Regions from separate parts of the Mus musculus genome. Here regions 2 and 3 are each linked to region 1. The links are chromatin contacts, called in public Hi-C and HiChIP or PLAC-seq maps. All regions are on one chromosome and are shown on one strand. The core of a region is the stretch at or near the end of the contact, and the rest is flanking DNA. Distances in the headings are between cores, read along the strand shown.

Region 1 (4,538 bases), core at 842-3,341:
TATTACTTTGTGGTGGTGTGTGTGTCTGTCTATCTGTCTGTCTGTGTGAATGCTGGAGGAAGTGAAAGTTGGATCCCCTCAGCTGGGCATATAGGTTGTGAGATATCTGATATAGGTGCTGTGAGCCACACTGGGGTCCTTGAAGGGCAGCAAGTGCCTTTAACCACACAGCTGTCTGTCTGTCGAGTTCTGTATTTGACTTTGAATGTGGTGGTCAAGTGATGTGGATTTGCGTGGGGACATGTGTACCAGGCAGTTTTGTGATTTAGAAAACTGTCCTGACGTACTTTTCTGTGAGGCCATCAGTGACTCTCGGAGAAAGTGGAAAGTTGCTTGTGTGACCTGAGCTCTGTGTTTTATTATTGTTCTTTAAAATAGCCCTGGCTGCCTGTATCTCAGTGTATAGGCCAGGATAGCCTCCAACTGAGATAATCCTCCTGCCTCTGCCGCTGAGTGCTGAGATCACACATACTCACTGCCACACTCAGAGATCTGGGTTACCCCTTTCTCTATAATTCACCTCTAGGGCTTTAGAAAACTCCATGGCTTCACCAGCGGTGGCCCCGTCTCAGCTCATCTTCACAGGGAACCCTGAGACGGACCTGTTTTGTATCTGGGCTTTGTGGTCCAGAGGGCGTCTTGCCCTGGAGTCCCTGTGGAGGTGTGTGTGATGGGAGGCCACACGACTGCCACTGTTGCTGCTGCCTCTCATTGACCTAGTGACCCTGAAGTCTTCTGACATTTGCTGTTACGAGATTTCTGCTTGAAATCCAGTTGTGCTCTGTGCTTCAGAAGTCTGTAAGCTGCCATCAGGGCTGTGTGCCAACACCTTAGCATGTGGGTGGCAGAGTTGGCCCTGATGACTTCCGCTTCTTCTGCTCTCGACACTTCACGCTCACTTTATTTTACTTTCCGTGAGATTCTTCATGGCTTGTCTTTAAGGCATACTTGATTAGTGTAGATGTGCCTTTCCAGTAAACGAGATCCTCGCTTCAAAGGGAGCTCTAGAACGCCATGGCGTTTGAAGCCCTCCTACTACTGTTGAGATCTGTAAGAACACTGCTTTGCTGGTAGACTTGTTGACCACTGCTCATTCGTGGCCGCGCGGAGCTCTCAGGACTGCGGTGTTACTGTTTCTTTGCTGAGCTCCGCTCTCATCCTTGTGTTTTCCTTCTTGTGTCCTGGGCGTTCGGATTTCATGGTGGCTGTGCTGTTTCTGCCTGGAGAAATAGAGCCAGGTTCCTGTGACTTCCGACTTGCAGTTCATTTAAGGATAACGTTGTGAACTGTCTGGGTTTTAAAGGGCTGTCTGAGCACACTCCCGGTACTACCATGGGTTTGTTTATTTACTCCCCTTATTGAAACATTTGCTTTTTCTTTCTTTAAACCAGCATAATGATTTCAGTTGTAAAAGCCTTAATTTCTGCAGTTTGGGTTGTCTTGTGTAATTTTGCCAACTTGTGCAAAACAGGCTTTGTTTTTAAACATCAGCGAAAGAAACCAAACTCTCATTTTGAAATGTCTCGCTCTTCTGCGGCTGTCTGTTCGCATGAACTCTGTTGGACTCCAGTAGGAGGAGTGTGTCCAGCTTGAGCAGCGAATGGTTGCCCAGCCACTATCACCTTGGCTTTGGTGCTTTGTTTTGCCTTCGTTCCGTGTCACGCCCATCATGAAAGCAGAGAGAGGTCTGTTGTACCCTCTTGAAGCCTGCAGCCAGGTTGGAGCATTGGCTGCTCAGTGGTTGGAACTGTCTTATGGCTGGGTCTCTTCCGCACCACAGCAACACTCGTTATTTTAGGATCCCTCTTGTCAAGTTCTTGGGACTTCCTGTGCTGAAGACACATGTGGCGTGTCTTTGGAGCTCAGGCACATGGGTGCTTGGAGGTGGGCTGGCATATTTCCTCGAGGGTCAGGATCACAGTTAGGTGGATATGGGCATGTCTACTTTGGTGTGGCTCTGTGAAAATCCTTCTAGATTGTTTTTCAGTTCACAAATAGGGGCTGGGCGATGCCTCGTAAGACTTGCTGACCGCCCTTCAAGAGAACAAAGGCTTGATTCCTAGATCCCACATTGGCTGCTTACAGCAGGCCATTACTCCAGTTCTAGGGGATCCAGCACCCTCTTTTGGCCTCTGTGGGCATTACACAGTGTGTGGCACAGTGATATATAGAGGCAAGACACCCATACACATAAATAACAAAGTTGTGGCCTTACAGGCTTGCTATGGGATCCTCAAGGTGCCAGAGGGCAGTTGGCTATGTCGTACATGTGCCCTGGGAGTTCAGCCAAAATGTTTGCTGTGTCCCAAGAAAGGCGGAGCTATGAAGCCGACCCGCAGCGGAACCAAGTGGGTCCACGTCAGCTGTGCCCTGTGGATCCCTGAGGTAAGCCTGCTTTCTGATAGCATCTTAATTGAGACAGTCCTGGTTTCCTGCTGGGGTTGGGTAGGTGGGAGTGAGTGACTCACAGGCAGCAGTAGAGCTGCTGGGTCCCCTCTGTCCCCAAGCTGATCCTGAGCAGAGCGGGTCTGTGGAGGGGCTTCCTGGAGGCAGCAGTGGCCTGGTGTCCACAAATAGCCCCACTTTTCCATTTCTGGAAACCCTCACGTAGATGACAGCACTCACAGGCCAGGCCTGGCACCTTCACGGCTCTGTCCTGAGGGTAGCCATGCTACTGTCCCTGCCAGTTTGTGTTTGCCAAACTCCGAGTGCAGTACCACAGTGCCCTAGGTCACACTTCTGTGAGCTTTATTTAAATTCTTCCTCGGCTTCCACCTTGTTAATTTCAGGTCTGCTCTAATTTATTTCCAGTCCCAGACCTTAACTAATTTAATTTGCATGGCTTGTGATGAGAATATCATTTGTCATTTAAATTCCAGTATTTTTGGTGTGTGATTTGCTGCATTTTTTTTCCCTCCAGAGGAAAATTGCCTGGGTATGATTTACATGGGAGTTTCACTGGATCTTTTGGTTTAATATTAACCAGTTTGCAGTTCATTATTCCATATTTATCTTGCTAGATTTTTACTTTTAATATAGTTATGTGTTCTGATGTAATACTATTAAATATAGTTTATCTCTTTGCTCATTCTATTATTTAAATATGTTTACAATGGGTTTTTAGTCCTTAAAAATTCTTGTCAATCTAAAGTCTTTTTTTAAAAAAGATTTTATTTATTTGATATATATGATGTACTGTAGCTGTCTTGAGACACACCAGTAGAGGGCATCAGATCCCATTACAGATGGTTGTGAGCCATCATGTGGTTACTGGGAATTGAACTCAGGACCTCTGGAAGAACAGCCAGTGCTCTTAACCTCTGAGCCATCTCTCCAGCCCCTAGCCTTGTTACGATAAGATAGATGTTTTTGCTATCAGATACTTGAAAGAAGTGAAAACTTGTAGAGAGGTCTATAAAGACTGGCAAGCTGGTATCAATGGGGGCTGATCTCTGGGCTCTGCTGCTGCTAGTCCAGAGCTGGGCCCTGGGGCTAGCCCTCAGGTCTGTGTTACGACTCTGATTATCCGTGTCATGCCCATCTGGCTATTTTGGATCTTTAGGTAAGCATTGGCAGCCCTGAGAAGATGGAGCCCATCACAAAAGTGTCTCACATTCCCAGCAGCCGGTGGGCGCTTGTGTGCAGCCTCTGCAATGAGAAATTCGGGGCCTCCATACAGGTAACAATGGCTCAGTAAGCGTAGCTTTGTTTTCCTCCTCTGTGTGCTAGGGAGCAGGGTGGGGGAGGAGGCTCTACACAGCATTCATTGGAGGGTTAGGAGGAGGAAGGTTATCTGGAAATCTGCCTGGGTTTGGAGGCAGTTCCAGTTTGTCTGGCCTAAGCCTAGTAGAGTCCTCTTCTTTTCATAAGCAGACATTCCTGGTAAGAACCGAGGCTTAGATACTCTTGACTGTGGCACTTGAGTTGTCTAGCCTTCCACTGTAGTCTCATTACCACAGACCAGTCTCACAGACCAGAAGTCCTCAGGGCTCCCTGCTGGGGATGCCTGTAGCTGAGGTAGGTGTTGGGCAGGCCTCTGCTTTTACACCGGGAGGGAGTCTGGAGCACACACACACTGCTGCCCTAGTGAACCAGCCAGCATGTAAAAGGCTGATTGATTGCATTTACATGGCCAGGTACAGGTAAGTACAGAAAGTCACGAGGTATGCAGAGTTAATGGGAAAATGGTATCTGTGTGTTGTCTGAAACTCTTGAGTAATTGATTTCTGGGGTTCATTCATTCATTGATATCTAGTCGGTTATGATTTGAGGCCTAGAACACTGTGTTGAAGGTTAATTTGGACTCCAGCAGGGACCCAAGTAGGCCTCAGATTCTTCAGTTTTTGGTTTGTCTGTTTGCTTTTGTTTGTTTGTTTGTTGTTGAAATCTGGTGGACAGAAACACTGTTTGGGCAGCTTCTTTCAATATAGAGAATACAACAGGTACAGGCATGACTTGACAAGTGTGGCCCTGGCTTTAAAACAGTTTCTTCATTTGGTGGAATATGCTATATTTTGGTTGAGCAATGATTCTTTGAG
Region 2 (4,577 bases), core at 1,707-4,206, 280 kb before region 1:
AGGCTGGGACATGGCCCCCTTGCTCTATTACATTATCACAAGCTTTCTGTTTTCCAACTCCTTCACTGCCTAAGCTTGGCTGTCCTGGAACTTGCTCTGTAGATGGACTTTGAACTCAGAGATCTGCATACCTGTCTCCTAAGCACTGGGATTAAAGGTGTGGTCCACCAAGCCTGTATTTAAGTTTTTCTTCACCTAGGACTTGCTGTGTTCTAGGCCGGACTTGAACTCTGAGATCTGCTTGTCTTTGTCACCTGAGATTAAAGGTGTGTACCACCATGCCTGGATCTAAATTTAGCTGGGGAGGATCTTTTCCCAAAGCCCCACTCCCTTAATCTGCTATTTCCTAGAACATAGGCTTCAGTTCCACTTCACTTCCTGATGTTCCTTTAATACTTGAACCATATATTTTATATTTTTTCCTTTCTCAGCTTGCTATGCTTGTTTAAAATGCCCTTCATGAGACTTAACCAGAGAACAACGTCTATGATGGGCGTTTCTGAGACTTCCTTTGTCAATGTAATTAATCTGAGTCTCTTCAGCTCAGCCTCAGGTAGACTCTTCAGACAAGGGGGAAAAGTAATCACATTCTTCACCAAAATATCACAAAAACAGTCTCCAGGCCACATATTGAAATTCTCCACTGAAACCCCTTGGGCAAGGTCTACACAGTTCAAATCACTCTCAGTAGCTAAATCTTCCATATTCCTACTAGGATAACCCATTAAGCCCAATTTAAAGCATTCCACTGCTTTCCAAAGTCCTCAAATCCATATTCTTCCAAACAAAAGCATGGTCAGGCCTGTCACAGCAATACCCCAGTCCCTGGTACCAACTTACTTCTTAGGGTTTTACTGCTGTGAACAGACACCATGACCAAGGCAACTCCTATAATAAGGACAACATTTAATTGGGACTGGCTTACAGGTTCAGAGGTTCAGTCCATTATCATCAAGGCAGGAGCATGGCAAAATCCAGGCAGGCATGGTGTAGGCACAGCTGAGAGTTCAACATCTTTATCTTAAGGCTGCTAGCAGAATACTCTGCCATGTTGATTCTTAATGATACCAGTGGTAAGACACTCCCCCTCAAAGAGGTAGAATTCCCTGCACCCAGAACTGCAGCTCTGGACTGACCTCAGGATGGGGGTTCAGGATCATTTATGTTTTCTGCACTGGAGCCCACAGTGGAAGTATCCAGAGTCCAGTCTTTTCCCTGTTACTGAGGCACAGACCAGCAGTGGGAAAGCAATGCTACTTTGAGGGGGAGTGGGACCCCAGCTAGAGCCCTGCATTTGTCTTTCTTATTACTGCTGTAATCAATCACCATGACCTCAGTGGCTCACGACAGCACAAATGCACACCCCTAGCAGTTCCAGCCATCAGGAATACGAAAGGGTCTCACTGGGCTGAAGCCAAGAAGGTGTCAGCAAGATTTCCTCCTTTTAGGAGTCTCTACGGAGGAACTGTCTTTCCTGCTTTGAGAGGCCACCTGCATTTCTTGGCTTACGGTGCCTCCTTCCTCTTTCAAAGGCTGCAGCATAGCATCTTCCTGTGGTGCTCTCACTGGGATCCTCACTCCCTTTCTCTCCCTCCTTTCCAAGGACCCCTGTGACTACACTGGACCACCTGGATAATCCAAGATGATCTCCCATCTCCAACTTAGTCCTGTCTGCATGGTCCCCTTTGCCAGATAAGGTGGCTGGCTCACTTATGGGGTCTGAAGATTAGGGTGCAGGCATCTTTGGGGTGCTTTATCCTGGGTAGGACAAGTTATTACGGTGGATATGGGATCAGAAGCACATTCCTATCCTGGGGCAGCTGTGTGGGAGGGAGACAGGTCAGTGCATCTGGGCTAGCGCAACCCTGCTAGGAGTAGAGCGCGAACATGCTTACCCCAAACACAGAGAGTCATGGCTTCTGCTAACTAAAAGGCAGGCCTGTTTTACATGCTGCAAATAATACATAGCATTTATTTAAGGCCTCTTCGGAACAAGCTGTTTCTGCCTCCGATGTGGCTCTGTGGCTACTCAGCTGACTTCTGTGAGCCTTCCTCAATGTTCTCTTACAGCTTGCCTAGAGTGTGTGAGCTTTTCATTTCTCATTTAAACATGGGCTCCCATTCTGCAATGTGTAGTCTGTGCATTAAACATCCACAACCAAATTGCTTAATACCCACTTTTAAAAAAAATCATCTCCTCTAAATGAAAGCTCTTCAAACACCCAGACCTCATACTGGTTGAATGGCACACCCAGACCCTTTCCACCAGTTTGGTTGCAGGTGGGGTGGAGGGTTGTCATGGGCGACACTGGTTCCTGTCAAATTCCAAATCTCAGTGCTTTTTTTCAAGTGGAGCAAGGGAAAGGGCTATAACGACCACTCATTGTAAACTGAACCACCTTGCAGCGGGGAGGTGGGACCCAGGGAGCAGTGGGACGAGCAAGAGCCAATCTGAGAGCCCGAGAGTCACCTTCTAATTGCCTTCTCCATGACAGCGTCATAAGCTTCTTTATGGTGGTTTTATTTCACAGTGACCTGCCACGCTGCTGTAATTCTCCCAGTGTCAGTCATGCAGGTTTTAAAAGATGGTTGGTTTTATGGCTTTTATTTGGGAATTTGTCAGGGTTTCACATTACGGAAGCCTTCAAGCAGCAGCCTAATAGGCCATAATTTGGTGTTTAAAGGGATATTGCCAAGTAACCTGCCTGGGCCTGCAGGTGCCTCTAGCAACTGAGTTCTTAGGCTCAGAGGGGAAATCTCCATAATTTCCTTTACACTACAGTAAACCTTTACTGTCAGAAACTTCTATTCGAAATTCCAAAGGACTCCTGGCATCCTGAGACCTGGGAGAGCCTTTCAAGTTCTGTGAGCAGCTTGCTATTGAAGCTCGGTTCCCATGAAATGGACTTTAGGTGTTAGCAAAGCCACGCTCAGGTTAGTGCATTCTGGCAATTGGAGCTGACGTACCTGCTTTATGACTCATAGTCTGGCAATGACAGTGCTAGGCCCTGAGTCATCCTCCTCCTCCTTGTTGTCCTCTTCCTTTTCTTTGTCCTCTTCCTCCTCCTTCCTCTCTGTCCCTCTCTGTCTCTGTCTGTCTCTCTGTCTGTCTCTCTGTCTGTCTGTCCCTCTGTCTCTGTTTCTCTGTCTCTCTGTCTGTCTCTCTGTCTGTCTCTGTCTCTCTGTCTCTGTTTCTCTGTCTCTCTGTCTCTCTGTCTGTCTCTCTCTCTCTCTCTCTCTCTCTCTCTCTCTCTCTCTCTCTCTCTCTCCCACAACCCCCCCACCCCCTTAGGATCTCAATGCCCCTAACAGATGTTTTTAAACATCACGCTTCTGAGGACTGTTTTGGCCTTTTGCCACTGTGTGTACTCATAGGTTTAATGAGAAAATTGATGCCTCCCAAGCACTCTTCCCAAGGGGGAGCAACTGGTCTCCTTGTGCAGATGGTGGGCGTTCCCTAGGCCAGTATGCTGTGTGTAAGAGAGTGCACACACACACACACACACACACACACACACACACACACACACTTTACCCCAGCTCCTTTCTCTCTCTGTGGCCTCAGCTTGGTACACACACTGGAGTTAATCACAGATGGCTGCTTCTTCTTCAGTATGCCTCTGCAGAGCCTCGAGTTTATCTGAGCAGTGGGCCATCTTTCTGGGGTGACCTCTGCCATACAGGAGGCTGGTGTGCTTTAACTCTCATTTCTTGGTGAGTCTCCTCCTGAGTTCACTGCATGGTTGTTGTGGGGGTAGAGTAGGGCTCTTCCCAGAAGACGCCTCTGATAGTATCTTTGAACATATGCTGTTGATTAACCGAGAAAAGAAAAGACTCTTCACTTCTCCCATTTGGAGGTTAAAGTAGGGGGGCTTGTCTAAAACAGATTGTGGCAAATTGTGGGTTTATTTGAACAGTATGTCAACGTTACTTACTCATGGGAGAGAAAACTTTCAGATTGATAGGTTTCTTTTAATTACCTCATCCTGGAGGTTGCGCTCCACAAACAAGAGATTTCAAACGCCATTTGGGTACATCTGAAAGGGCAAGATTGGAAACCTAGCAAGAATACCTTTGAAAACCTTTCCATAGTTCTAAAAACAAGAAACCCTGATCGGAGTACACTGTGCCTCTCAGCAAACTGGACACTGCCCTCAGTGATCTCAGTGCCTCTTGTAAAAAAGGTGGGTTGTGGAATTGTCACATGACACTGACAATCCCTTTCTGTGGCTAGGTATTACTACCAGGTACTCAGACCAGAGCAGCCTTCTTTAATCCCACAATACCAGTACCTTCCTCTTGAGTTCTGTCCATGAAGCACAGGAGATGAACGAAAGTGTCAGCCATTGGAAGAGTTCCAGGCAGATCAGAAGAGTTCTCACAAATTTAGGCCAAAGAACATTTTCTTAAACAAGCTAGCTCTCCATTGATTGGCTGGGTCTATCTGTCTGTCTGTCTATCTATCTATCTATCTATCTATCTATCTATCTATCTATCTATCATCTATGTCTATATCTATATTTGTATCTATATAGAGAGAAATACATAGATAGATAAAGATAGAGATAGAGATACCT
Region 3 (4,716 bases), core at 1,091-3,590, 310 kb before region 1:
ACTGGTTATACAAGCTGTTGGACCTCTTAAGGACTTTGACATAAGGACCACTTTCTGCCGAGTAAGAATTAGCAGTTTAAAAGGAGTGCACTTAACAGAGCCATGTAAGTATCAGTTTCTGTATGTCATTATAAGCCAGCCTTTTAATTTAAAAAAAAAAAAAACTGGACTGTATTGCTTTGTGTGCACACTTAAACGAGGTCCTTAAAGGGAGGTCTGAGCAGTCTTCAAAGGCTTACCATCAAAGGGTTGTTTACTGCTGTTGTTTGTAAATGAATATCCAAGGCCTCAACAGGATGTGTCCTTCTTGTTCTGGGCACAAAGACACTGCTCCTCATGATGCTCAGGACCCAGGATTCCCCCAGGCATCCATTCCTCCTCCATCTCCCTCGCCCCACCTCACTAATCCAATGCCAACCACGCGGAGAAGATAGAGGTTTCAGTGGAGTGCCTCGCTGGCCTTAGTAATACCTACTATTTATTGAGCCCTTCAGACCAAGCTCTGCGTTCTCCTTTTAGTTCGTTTGTTTTAATCCCTCTTTCCTGACAGCTCAGCAAGGTGGAGAGCATAACTATGCCCCATTTTACAGATAATGAAATCTAAGCTTAGACAGCCTGAGTGATTGGCCTATGTCTGTCAGTCACTCAATAGCTACATTCCGCTGTTATTCCTTAGCCACCGGCAGCTGAGATGGGACATAGCTTCAGGTTGCCTGACTCAAACCTCTCATCCACCATCACACACCCTTGTTCTCTAATAGGAGAACACTCCTAACATGATGACCATGCCTCCTTTCTCACTCAAAAGTTCCCTGGTTACCGTGTATGCAGGTGCACATATGCACATGTAGAAGAGAGAGGCCAACCACAGTTGTTACTCCTCAGGGGCTGCCCCAATTCCATTTTTGTTTTCTTTTTTTTTTTTTAGGCAGGGTTTCTCATTGGCCCAGAACTTTCTGAATAGGCTCGTCTTGCTGGCCATATTGCCAGCCCTAGAGATTCCTGTCTTCCGCTCCGTAGAGTGGGATTCTAAACACATGCCACCACCACACCTGGCCTGCGCTTCCTGTCCCTTCTCCCCCCCCCACCTTTGGTGGGCAATGGAACTCAAGTCACCATGCTTCTTCTCCCTTCTCCTCCCCTTCTTCAGTGGGAGATGGAGCTCAGGCCACCAGGCTTAACGCATCCTTAGTTTCACGTCCGTGGCTGAGACAAAACACCCTGACCAAAAGCAGTTTAGGAGAGAGGGGCTCATTGTAACTTAAGAGTCCAGGTTACATCCATCATAGCAGGGACATAAAGGCTGCAGGACCTTAAACCAACTGGTCACATCCTACCCACAGTCAAGAGCAGAGAGAAATTAATGTGTGTGTGTACTTAATACTCACCTAGCTCTCTCTACTTTTCTATAATCCCGGACCTCAAACCAAGGAATGGTGCTGCCCACTTTCAGATTGAGTCTTCACACATCAATTACAGCAATCAAGATTATCTCCCACACACAGGCATACAGGCCAACCTGTTCTAGATGGTTCCTAGTTGAGTCTTTTTCCAGGTAGGTTGTATCTGGCTGACAGTCACCATGCAAGGCAAGCCTTGTACTCATTGAGCTTCTGTCCCTGCACCCATGGCTTGGCTCCTTTTTTTTTTTTTTTTTTTAGATTTGTATTTGTATTGTTTTATGTGCATGAAAATTTGATTGCATGTATGAATATGTACCACATGCGTGCCTGGGACCATTCTTGGCCAGAAAAGAGGGTCAGATCCCTGAAACTGGACTTAAAGATGGTTGTAAGATGCCTTGTGGGTGCTGGGATCTGTCCCCAGGTGCTCTGCTAAAGCAGCAAGGACTCATAGCCTGTGAAGCATCTCTAGCCCACCATCATCCCATGGTTCTTTTAATATTTCACACATGTGGCTTTTCCTGGTTCGTTTACATAAAATGACACAAGAAAGGCCAGTCCTCTCTTTCAGGAACAATTCATCATGCATTTGAAAATCCTCTGTAGAAGATTCACAGCAACTTTTCCAGAGACTGAACTCAATGTGGCTGATTCAAAAGGGCAATGTCCTCCAAAAGCAGGCTGGGTAGCTCGCAGCTCCATCTAGGTGCACGTCTCTCGGAGCTAGCAAGTGAGTCAGCAGAAGCCCACAGACAATGATGTGTTTGCTCTTCGAACGATGAGTCAGCCATGATAAATGGCCGGCTTTCGTCTGGTCCCTGACGTCTTCACAGAATATTAATTGCCCTGTTGCTTCCCGTTCCACACAGCTGGGTGGGATTGCTACCAGCCACAGTGCTGAACGCTTACATATTTCAGCCCAGCCCAGAAAGGTTTCCTGTGGTGGGTGAAATGACAACATGCACAAAGGTCAAATTCCAGATGTGAGAGTCTGAACTTCTCCCAGCTCGGGGAAAACATCGCCTCGACATGATCTCAGAGGATTTTCAGTACAGATTTAAGGCCAGCATCTCTGGAAAGATGCGAGCTTGTCAGTCTAAGAGGATGCCAGCGTGCTCTGTGTGCATTTATCCAAGGCTTTGAGACCACCTATTGCACTCCAGAGCCAAGGGAGCAGGGGAAGAGGGGGTTGTTCAGGAGTTCCTGCGTGAGGGGCCTGGCTCTACATCTTGCTTCTTGGCCTTGGCCTTCGAAGTCATTTTGAGATGAGGAGTTCATTCTGGATTAATACCTTGGCTGGACACAGTGCCAAAAAAAATGGTGGGAAGAGAGCACAGCTGTGCGGTGGGGGAATTTCCTGTTTGTGTGGTAATTCATCTGTTTATGCTGTCTTCCTTATCCATTTCAATTATGCATGTGTGCTCTGCATGCATATGTATGCGTGTTTGTATGCCTGTGTCCGTGTGCATGTTCAAGTGCATGTGGGGGTTGAGGTCAGTTGTCATTCCCATATACTCTTCCATTTTATACTTTGCATAGGGGTCTGTCAATCAAACAGAGAACTCAGCATTAGGGCTAGGCTCCCTAGCCGGCTTGCTCAGGGGACCCCATTTCTGCCTTCCCGAGCTGGAATTAAAGGTTGGCTGCTACTTCCACCTGACATTTATGTGGGTTCTGGGGAGCTGAACTCCACACATCATATTTGTGTGGTAAGTGTTTTAACCACTGAGCTATCACCTCCCCAGGCCCCCATTTATTCTTTCTATAAAAGTTCTTATCACATTTGCAAAATTGACTCTCAGCATATTCACAGGTGATAAGAAAACGTAGCTTATTTTTTTCTTTATTAACTGATACCATGATCCTGCTGCGTTTCTACCAGTAGACTCCAGGGTGGGAATTAAATTTTAGCCTCGCTGTGTAAACATAACCAAATTAATCTAGGTAAATACTGTCTGGGTTTTATCTTTCAGAAGCCCTTTTTCTATCTCTGCTCCAATGCAAACTGGCCTCTGAGTACGCATTTGGGGGTGGATGAAACTCATCAAAAATAGGTGTTACAGAGTCGCTGTAGCAGAGCAGCTCATGTTGTCTGCTCTCCACATGGGAACTACCAAAGGATACAATACTATTGGCGTACCAGTGTCTGCCATTCCAGCCTGTGGCCCAGCCACTGACCCAGCTCAAGGCCCATGCCTGGAGTGGAGAAGTAGAGCAGGCTAGCTTCGGCCTGACCTCATTCCGGATGCTCCCCCAATACTTTCTCCAGGGGAATTGAGCTCTCAAATGAGAAGTGTCAGCGAATTTCCCTACAGGAATGCTGTGTCACTAATTGTCACCGATTGTCAGTGGCTAAAACAAGTAACCATTCAGTCACTCACGAAGTCATCTCAGGTCCTCTCCAGACTCTTTCTCTGAAGCACAAAAGACTCCCCAGACATTATATAAATAAATAAACATGTCTATGTTTCAGTAAAACAATATATATGGATAGCAGAATTTGAACATTGCTTGGGTTCATGTATTATGAAATACTATATTTTTATGTTTTTTTTTAATTAATACATTTATTTGGTTTGTGGTTGTTTGTGTACATGGTGACTGTATGGAAGTCAGAGTCCACCTTATGGACTCTGGGGATTAAACCCAAGTTGACAGGTTTAACAGCACATACCCTGCTCACTTGTTGGGCTATCCTGTTAGCCCTTTTCTAAGTTTGCGTTGTTTCTTTATTGTTTTGGGGTCGAGGTCTTGCTATGTAGCTTATGCTGGCTTTGAATTCTCAGCAATTCTCTTGACAACATCTCTTAAGTGCTCAGATTACAGGTTTGTGTCACCATGTCCAGCCTAGCTTGAACCCTTGTTCTGAGTCTACGCAGGGATGGGTGTAGCTGCTTTGGGCTGTGAGTTAGCCAGGCAGCTCTGTTCATTCTGACAGGGTACACACTCAGGACTGTGGACTGGTTCACCGTTAGCTGACCTAGCATAGGCTTGGCTGGAATGTCTGTGATCAGTGACCTCTGCTTCCAACTCCATCATCAGGCTAGCCCGCAAATGTTCTTGTCATGGCAGAGGCACACATGTGCAAGCAGCATTGTGCAAGCAGCATTAGAAGCTCCTGTTCAATTCTATCTGTTAATAACCCACAGCCAAAGCAAGGTGACAAGCTGGAGACAGAATTGGGTGGAGCAGAAGACATGCCAAGGTACTTGGCGAAAAGCGATGTGCTGGGGCCATTAGCACAATCAAAGAACCTAAACCAGGAAGAATTTTAAGTCCTATTTGGGATCCATAGGTGTGTGAAGCAACTGTG

Evidence for each region. Hi-C and Micro-C count contacts between places; a contact is called where the count stands out from the background. HiChIP or PLAC-seq counts read pairs in DNA pulled down with a chosen protein or histone mark.
Region 2: an H3K27ac HiChIP or PLAC-seq map of trophoblast stem cells shows a contact between it and region 1, with 9 read pairs. The contact joins two enhancer-like sites. A contact is called at or near these places in 3 of 115 datasets of contacts at active chromatin or transcription factors (extraembryonic endoderm stem cells, pancreatic cancer cells and trophoblast stem cells) and 2 of 9 other capture datasets (adipose tissue and pancreatic islet).
Region 3: a Hi-C map of the N1E-115 cell line shows a contact between it and region 1, with 3 times the contacts expected there. The contact joins two enhancer-like sites. A contact is called at or near these places in 1 of 39 promoter capture datasets (liver), 4 of 484 Hi-C or Micro-C datasets (the N1E-115 cell line, embryonic fibroblasts, muscle stem cells and 1 more), 2 of 115 datasets of contacts at active chromatin or transcription factors (fibro-adipogenic progenitors and pancreatic cancer cells) and 1 of 9 other capture datasets (adipose tissue).

The regions. Positions count from the first base shown.
Region 1 is chr3:41,597,805-41,602,342 of GRCm38.p6, forward strand. Jade1 (jade family PHD finger 1) reads left to right here. Exons shown (of 11, transcript NM_001130184.1): 7 at 2,218-2,385; 8 at 3,563-3,679. Among named protein-coding and RNA genes, the nearest start is that of Jade1, 44 kb to the left of the region's middle. Within about 2 kb of position 2,092, at least 40 of the 459 cell types and tissues checked have an H3K27ac peak or open chromatin away from gene starts, as enhancers often do. A contact at or near this core is called in the N1E-115 cell line, liver, muscle stem cells and 1 more, where this site is marked.
Region 2 is chr3:41,315,980-41,320,556 of GRCm38.p6, forward strand. No RefSeq gene overlaps it. Among named protein-coding and RNA genes, the nearest start is that of 1700052H01Rik, 38 kb to the right of the region's middle. Within about 2 kb of position 2,957, at least 72 of the 459 cell types and tissues checked have an H3K27ac peak or open chromatin away from gene starts, as enhancers often do. A contact at or near this core is called in trophoblast stem cells, where this site is marked.
Region 3 is chr3:41,282,816-41,287,531 of GRCm38.p6, forward strand. No RefSeq gene overlaps it. Among named protein-coding and RNA genes, the nearest start is that of 1700052H01Rik, 71 kb to the right of the region's middle. Within about 2 kb of position 2,341, at least 131 of the 459 cell types and tissues checked have an H3K27ac peak or open chromatin away from gene starts, as enhancers often do. A contact at or near this core is called in the N1E-115 cell line, liver and muscle stem cells, where this site is marked.